Regions from separate parts of the Canis lupus genome. Here region 2 is linked to region 1. The links are chromatin contacts, called in public Hi-C maps. All regions are on one chromosome and are shown on one strand. Each heading gives the region's core, a stretch centred on a gene start, on an enhancer-like site or on the middle of the called end of the contact. The rest is flanking DNA. Distances are from core to core; before and after follow the strand shown.

What was found. Hi-C and Micro-C count contacts between places; a contact is called where the count stands out from the background.
Region 2: a Hi-C map of blood shows a contact between it and region 1, with 2.5 times the contacts expected there. The contact joins the promoter of RGL1 here to the promoter of LAMC1 in region 1. A contact is called at or near these places in 2 of 9 Hi-C or Micro-C datasets (amygdala and blood).

The regions. Positions count from the first base shown.
Region 1 is chr7:16,285,002-16,288,892 of UU_Cfam_GSD_1.0, reverse strand. It overlaps LAMC1 (laminin subunit gamma-1), which reads right to left and starts at 2,120. Exons shown (of 28, transcript XM_038542252.1): 1 at 1,706-2,120. The coding sequence starts at 2,120.
Region 2 is chr7:16,864,856-16,868,746 of UU_Cfam_GSD_1.0, reverse strand. RGL1 (ral guanine nucleotide dissociation stimulator-like 1) reads right to left here and starts at 1,812. Exons shown (of 18, transcript XM_038542279.1): 1 at 1,409-1,812. It overlaps ARPC5 (actin-related protein 2/3 complex subunit 5), which reads left to right and starts at 2,105. Exons shown (of 4, transcript XM_038542275.1): 1 at 2,105-2,424. The coding sequence starts at 2,282.

The DNA.
Region 1 (3,891 bases), core at 871-3,370:
ATAGATGACTTTGTGAGCATTCCAAATTCAACACAGAAACTTTAAGAAGTCAAAACCTCCACAAAAATAATCAGATGTAAATTCCAAAAAAAATTTTTGGCCAAGTTTAAAAATATAACACCTAAGAGCATATAGCTATCTAAAGAGTTAAAGGGTATTCCCATGAAACCTTAGAAGACCCTAGGTCTCTTGCTGTGTCTTAGAAAGGCACCTGTTCCAACGTACTGCTGGTTCTATGCATTTCTAAAACCTTTAAAACACTGAAGTACAGTTCGCTTCTTCCATCTCTGAAAAACAGGTGCCTCAGAGCTTCACCGTGTGAACTTATTTTCCACGGAAGTTCATCTTCCTAATAATTTGTCTAGAAATAAAATGGTATTACAAAGGTGCTAAACATTGTTTTTCTTAAACTCCACACACAGTAATTTAACTACCTTTCAAAGTACTTTTTTTATGTTCTTCCTCTGGAATCTTGACACTTATGTAAAGTGTAACGTACCAGAGAGCGGTGGAAAGAAAGATGCAACACCATGACCAAAAGAACTATTTGCCTATAAAACATTCCTTTCAAAGACACTCAAATAATATTAGCCTTACAGAATTATCCTTTGACTGAAGAATGGTTTGGGCCCTACGTTCTCTCTGGAAGTTCGTTACCAGCTACCAGTAAAATCCATTCTTTCAGTGCAATGGGGACAAATCAGATGCCAGTTTCTCACGCAAACCTTACTCTGTTAAACACAATAATGAATTATTCTGCTTGTTTATATATTTCAATGATGAAGAAAAACTTTGATCAAATGTGAGTTTTGATAGCTTAGGATAAACATGTCCATCCTCATCCACCACCCAGCAACAAAGTTTTCTATACATCCTTTTCCTGATTTCTAAAAGGTCATTCATACATGTCTGTACACTTGTTCTGAATCCAAGTAAGAGGAAAGACGGTAAGGAGAGCCTTTTTACCCAGGGACCAAACTGTGGCCAGAAATTACGGTGAGTGCCCGCTTTCTTGTTCTCTCTGTACCAGGAGTAGCAGCGTAATAGCTTTGTGGCCCTTAGTTAAGGCTGAACAACTCTGAAGCACAGTAACTTTAAAAGTGAATTTCTATTTTAATTACACACAGGCCATACCTGTAGTTAAAAAAAAAAAAAAAAAGCATGCTTCCCTCCAATCCCCTTCACTAGAGACCCCTCTGCTCTCTACCTTATTCAATAGAGCAAACGGCAATCACGCTCAATCCTGGAGAGGCATTTAAACAAGGTAATAGTATTTAAGGTGGACTTTCCTATCTCTGATTCAAGAATGCTCCGTGATTGGCCCTGCAAGGAGGCAGAAGAAGCGAGCATAGGGGTTTCTGATGAACGCTTTCGGGGGGACAAAAAAAAAGGGGGTGGGGGACAGAAACAGCCCAAATGGCGAGTCCTCCAGGGAGCGAGAATCCGGTTACGTTATAAAGGACAGAAAAGCAGAGCCCGAGGTGCTAGCGCGGGGAGGCATCCCGGCCCTAGCGGGATGGCAGGTGGTCGATTAGCTCGGACGCTGCAGAAGGGGCGATCCGTGCGGCCCCCGCCGGGGAGCCGGGGGGCCGGGGGGCCGGGGGCCGGGGAGCAGGGCGCCAGCGCGCGGCTGTGCGGGCCCCCAGGCCGGCCGGCAGGTGGAGGCGGCCAGGGCAGGGGCAGGGGCAGGAGCGTCCCCGCTTACCCAGGTGCAGCGTGAGGTTGATGGAGTTGGGGTACTGCACCCCGGCCAGCATGGTCTGGCTCTGCCACCAGGTGGTGTCGGCCTGGTTGTTGTAGTCGGTCAGGAAGGCCGCCCCGTGCTGCAGGTGGGGCTGCCCGGCGTCGCACAGGTGACAGGACTTGGTGACCCCGGTCACCCCGGTCTGCACACAGTACTCCTCGGGCGGAGCCCCGCACGTGTTGGTGGCCACCACGGTCACGTTGAAGGCGGCGTTGACGAACTCGGGCATGCAGCGCTGCGGCCGCCCGCCCTCGTCCGCGCACTCGTCCATGGCCGCCCGGGCGCAGCCGGCCGCCGCGGCCGCCAGCACCGCCAGCAGCGGCCAGAGCCGGCCCCGGGGCCGCAGCGCCCGCGCGGCCCGCTCGCCGCCCGTCATCCCGCCCGCGCGCTGGGCCGCGGCGAAGGCGAAGGCGAGGGCGAGGGCGCGGGCGCGGGCGCGGGCGCGTTCCGGTCGCCCCGCGGGGTCCCGGGGAGGCCGCTGCGCTGGCGGCGGCCGAGCGCGGGGCCCGGGGTCGGACTGCACACACCGGCCCGCGCGCGCCGCCCGGCTCCCACCGCCGCCCGGCTCCCACCCGCGACGCAGCCCGCCCTGGGCGCCGACCCCCGACTTCCGAGCGCGGCCCCGAGAGCGCGCCCCCGGGAGGAAGGAGCGGGGGGGTGGGGTCTGGCGGCGGAGACAGCCCGGCCCCGGCCCCGGCCTCGGCTCAGCGGCTCCCGCGGCCCCGGAGCGGCTCCCCCGCCCTCCTCGCGCCGTGGACTGCGCGGCCGAGCCGGCGACTCGCGGCGGCGGGAGCGGCGGGGGCGGGGGCGGGGGCGGCGGCATCTCGCGCTCGGGCCCGCGGCGCGCGGGCGGCGGGGGAGGGGCCTCGGGGGCGCGGGGAGCGGGCAGGGGAGGGGCGGCGGGGCGGCGGGGCGGTGCATGCCGGGAGGGAAGGGGAGGCTCGGGGGAGCCCGCGCCCTGCGGGAGCCGGCCCGGGGTGCCCCGGCCGCGCGGCCCCGGGAGAGCCCGGAGCAGGGGGCGCGGGGCGTGGAGGGAGCCCTAGAGGGCGACGCGGGGTCGGCGAGCTCCCTGGGAACCGGCCTTTGGCCCCGCCAGGTGTCGGTGGTTGCGTGCGGCGGGCGGCGCCCTGGGGCCGGGGCTCGAGGGACCTGACGGTGGGCGCTGCCCGAAGGCTCCCGGCCCCGGCGCCCCCGCCCCCCCCCGCCCCGGGAATGCGCCCTCCTGCTGCTCCTGCTGCTGCTCCTCCTGCTGCTGCTCCTCCTGCTCCTGCTGCAGCGCCTGCTCCCGCTGCTGCTGCTGCGCGGGGCTGGGCTCTAACCTTCTCCCAGGAGAGGGAGAGGTCCCGGGGTGTCCCCAGGGACTGACACGGTCCCTATCCCCCCCCCCCCGAGAATTAAGGGCCTTGGTCTCAGCATTAGAATGACTTTTCTGAAGCAATTTCCTGCCTCCAAATTAAAGTGTAACCCGTCGTTTAACAGGGGCAGAGAAGGAAGTGGAAGCGCTGGGAATGGAATGACATTTTTTCCCCTGGGTAGGCAGACCCACTGCGAAATTCTTCCACTGTGTTGTTTATGTTCCCATCTTGCCTTTAAAAGACTCGAAATTATCTGGATCTGACATCCTCCTCTTCGGGCCTGCTGAGTCACGGAATATTCTCCGTGCCAGGATGACTCAGTTCACAGAACCTGAGCCAGAAGATCATGAGTTTTAGTCCCAGATCAGAACCCCGGGCACTTACCCCAGTGCTGATACGACAAGTAAGGACAGGGAAAGGAGGGTGCTGTGAAAGGGGGCCGCCCCGGGGTGGGTGGTTTTTACACGTTTGGAGTCCCCGGGCAAAGTGGATGCTCGTGAGACACAATTCCTTTTTTTTTTAATTTTCCAGATCTTAAGCGAGAGTAGTAAATATATGCCCCCCCTCAATCCAAACCGACAAAAAGAAACAAACAAAAACCCATACCTGGTTTTACATCCTGTAGTTCCGTTAAGAGAGGGATAGTGGGGATCTGAAATAAGTAAGTAAATGTTAGGTTACTATGGTTGGGGTCAGTGTTACCTCCTGGAGGACAAAGATAATGGTCTGGTTGTTGGGGGCGTGGTCTTGCCAAAATGCTGAGCTTGCTTAGCAGGCACATGGATCCCTTAC
Region 2 (3,891 bases), core at 563-3,062, 580 kb before region 1:
TTTTTAAAATAAATATTACCAACAGGTAGAAAATTTTCCTTTGCTCTGTTAAAACAGTATGGGGGAGAGTTTTTATCATGTGTTTGCAGATAACTTGAATGTTAATTTAAAGAAATGTCACTTCTATCACCTAAATGATAAATTTTCCAGAAGGGTGGTTTAATTGGGAGGAGAAAAATGCCATATTGCTTCTTCCTTCCAAGAAGAAAGGGTGCATTCCATTCCTGTGAACTCTTTCAGTCTCTCTCCATATATTTATACATGTATATATATCCACATACATACATATACAACTATGTATATATGTCAGTGTAGATACAGCTATACATATATACATATGTATGCATATCTGTCCCACAAATGTTTGATTTTGAGATCTCTCTTCCTTTTCTTACTGATTCATTATGTTCAGTGTGACTTTCAAACTGTACTGCCTTTCACATTTTATTCATTCATCAATGAATAATTGAGTACCAGAATGTATTGAGCACTGCCTGCATGCTTAGCATTACATCAGATGTAAAGCAAGATACAAAATAAATAAAAGGCAAGTCTTTGCCCTCCAGAATCTTTTGATCTCTTCCAGGAGCAAGATAAAACATGATATGTCATTAAGTAATTCGTAAGACTAACGCCAAAATCAATGGTACAAGTAACATGCATTTTGCATCTATGTAGAATTTTAGAGCTTCAGAACACTTTCCCGTACTTAGTCCTCAGAACAATCTCGCGAAGTACGTTATTATTAGCTCCACTTTAGCAACGAGGAACCTGAAATTGAGGATTTTAAGTGGCATGCCTCAATCAAATAGATTATGAGTGGAAGTCAATACTTCAGCCAGGGTTTTTGATTCTAAGTCCAGGGCTCGTTTCAATACAGCACAGGAAACCAAGGATTGGGGTATCAACAGGGCAACAGCTGGCTTTCTGCTAGAGGTGGAATTGAACGAGACCTGAGAGGATGTCAGGAAAACATAAAGCTATCTGAGCAGCGTCCAGCTAAATGTCCAAAATAATTTTATTCTGCAAATATTTGTGCTTCGGTGTTACACACACAGCACAACTACCATTTCTTTAGTGTTAGTGCCTTTGCCTCCTCAGTAAGGGCTTTGCTCTCAGAAACGAGGATGTCCAATGTAATAAAAAGCTGGCCTAGCAGGATCATATAAATCTCAAATCACAAATATAAATCTTCATCTCAAACCTACTAATCCTCACACGTTTTGTTTCCCCACAGCACCGGAGGGCATAGCTCGCCCCTATCCTTTTCTTCCGTGCTTGCTCCAAACCACCACTTATTTTTAAGATGCCGGTGACTGACCCTACCCCAAATTCCACAGGTCCGCCCCAGGTCTGCCACGCGAGCCCTTGCCCAGAACCTCCGTCTCCCTCCCCAAGGAGATGATACCTAGTTCAGGCTCTGCAGGTGCCGTCGGGATGCTGTCACACAGCACAGCCAGATAAGAGACGACCTTTCGACTCCGTCCTTGGGGACTTCCCGCTGGCCGCGCGGCGTAGCTCCAGCCCCGGGAAAGGGGCTCCCGGCTCAGGAACGCAGCCACGGGCAGCGCACGGTCCCAAGTGATGCCTCTGACAACTAGACCGACGCTGGGCGCCCGGGCGCGCATCACTCCGCCCCATACTCCTGCCAACTGCAGGGGACTCGGTCCGGCCACCAGTCCATCCCACCCCACAGGCAAGTCCGGGCCAGCCGGACCTCACGCAGGACCCCGGCGACAGGTCGCTGGCGGCGGCGGCGGCGGCGGCGGCGGCAGCAGGAGCCACCCGCCCCCAGAGCCCATAGCCGCCAGCCTAAGACCCCCGCCGCCCCCCTTCCGCGGGACCGCAGAGAAGCGTTGCTATGGAAACCCCCTGGGGATCACGTGACGCCCGCGGACGGCCAATCGCCTCTCACCTCTGCCCGCGGCGCCGCTTTCGGCCCGCCCCCGGCCCCGCCCCCGCCCGCCCCCGCCTCCCTCGCCCCGCCCCGCCCCCTTCCTGCCGCGAGCCCGCGCCTGCGCACTGCGCCCGGCGCGCCGTCCCTCGCGCGCGCGCCCGGGAGGAGCGGGGGCGGCGTGGGCGGCGGGCGGAGAGCATGTCGCCGAGGAGGAAGGAGCGCCGCCAGCGCGCAGGCCCAGAAGCGTCCGAGCCGCGGCTGCCGGCGACGCCCCAGAGCGGAAGAGGGAAGTGAAGGCGCCCGGGCTGCGGGTTCCTGGTGGGCTGCGCTTCCCGAGGGCGAGGCAGCACCGAGAGGAGGCTTAGGCCGCCGGTCCGGCTCGCGATGTCGAAGAACACGGTGTCGTCGGCCCGGTTCCGGAAGGTGGACGTGGATGAGTACGACGAGAACAAGTTCGTGGACGAGGAGGACGGGGGCGACGGGCAGGCCGGGCCCGACGAAGGCGAGGTGGACTCCTGCCTGCGGCAATATCCTTGGCGTTTGCCGGCCTCCCCGCGCTCCCGCCCCGCCCCGCCCCGGGACCCCGCGACCCCGCCCGGGGACCCCGCCCGCCGGGCCGCTCCCGGGGCAGGGGCGGCGGCTCTGGCCCTGCGGGGTCCGCCGGACGGGCGGCCGGGGGCGCTCCCGCGTCTAGCCGAGTCACCCCGGGTCACCCCGGGTCACCCCGGAGCCCGCCCCCGCCCCGACTCCTCAGGTGGCGGCCCGAGTCGCTGCCCCGGGAAGCGGCGGGGCGGCCGCGCCCTCGGGGCTCGGAGGGGAGGCCTCGGCTGCTGTCCGCCGGCCCCGGGGGGAGGGGCAGGGGCCCGGGCCCGAGGTCACGGAGGTCCCCCCGCCCCTCCGGAGGTGTGCGATTGCGGGGAGCGGGCTGCCTGCGTCGTGGTGCTGGCGGTTCGCTCTTCGGCCGCGTTAGGAGAGTTCATTCCTCGCGGGGAGGCATGGGGCGGTGTGCACGGTCGAGGCCCCCTGGCCTTTTTAGCCCCTGGGCCCTTTTAATAATTATAGTTATTTACAGAGAAAGGAATTTGTTGCAGATACGAATGTGTTAGCCCCGGGGAAACGGAGTGAGTACGAAACGGCCAGCTCCCGACAAGGAAGCTTGGAGGCTTCTACCTGCGAAGCAAGGGGACAATGCACAGGGATGGCAGGTGGAGAATCCCTGGAAATATTTAAGATAAGCCCCAGTGAATAAAGTAGATGATGAGCAAAATAGACGATGAGTCATTTTGCGCAAAGCAGCATCATTTTTTATTTTTTTTATTTTTTATTTTTTGCAATCCTGAAATCCATTTCCATTTCAGTTAAAATGCGGCTGTCAGTTCCTGGGGTTTTTGGTGTTGTTTTTTTTTTTTTTTTTTTTTTGCATATTTGAATATTCATCAGTGTTGAGCGAGTATTTGGCACCACATCTCTTTTAGAAAAATGTAAATGTTGCAACAGCTAAAGCTGTAGTTCTAGAGATTCTCAATTACTGAATTCACTCACTTCTAATTATTCTTGAATGTATTCATAAGATAGGGAAGACTTTTTAAACCTCTCCTCATCAATGTTCTATTAAAGTATAATGGGGAAATAGGAGTGAAAATATTGGTTGTGACTATATCTAGTCTTAAAGGCACCTAAAATACAGCATTAAACATTTACCAACATACAGATGTTTCTTTGATTTCCACAACTCTCACAGTCAGCTGTTGCTCTGTTGCATTATTTAAATACGTAAGTGCTTTAAGGTCTTAAAAATGAGCCAGTCTGCCAAAGGAAGCTTTTCTAGAAGTTTGTTAAGCCTTGGAAATAACAGCTTACCACCAGCCATAGGGGGTTTTTGTTTTGGGGTGTTTTGGTTTTGTTTTGTTCTTTTTTTTCCAAACATAAGCAATGAACATTATTCTGTCTGAAAACATTCTTTGTAATGGATAAATGACGTTTTGTGAACTAAC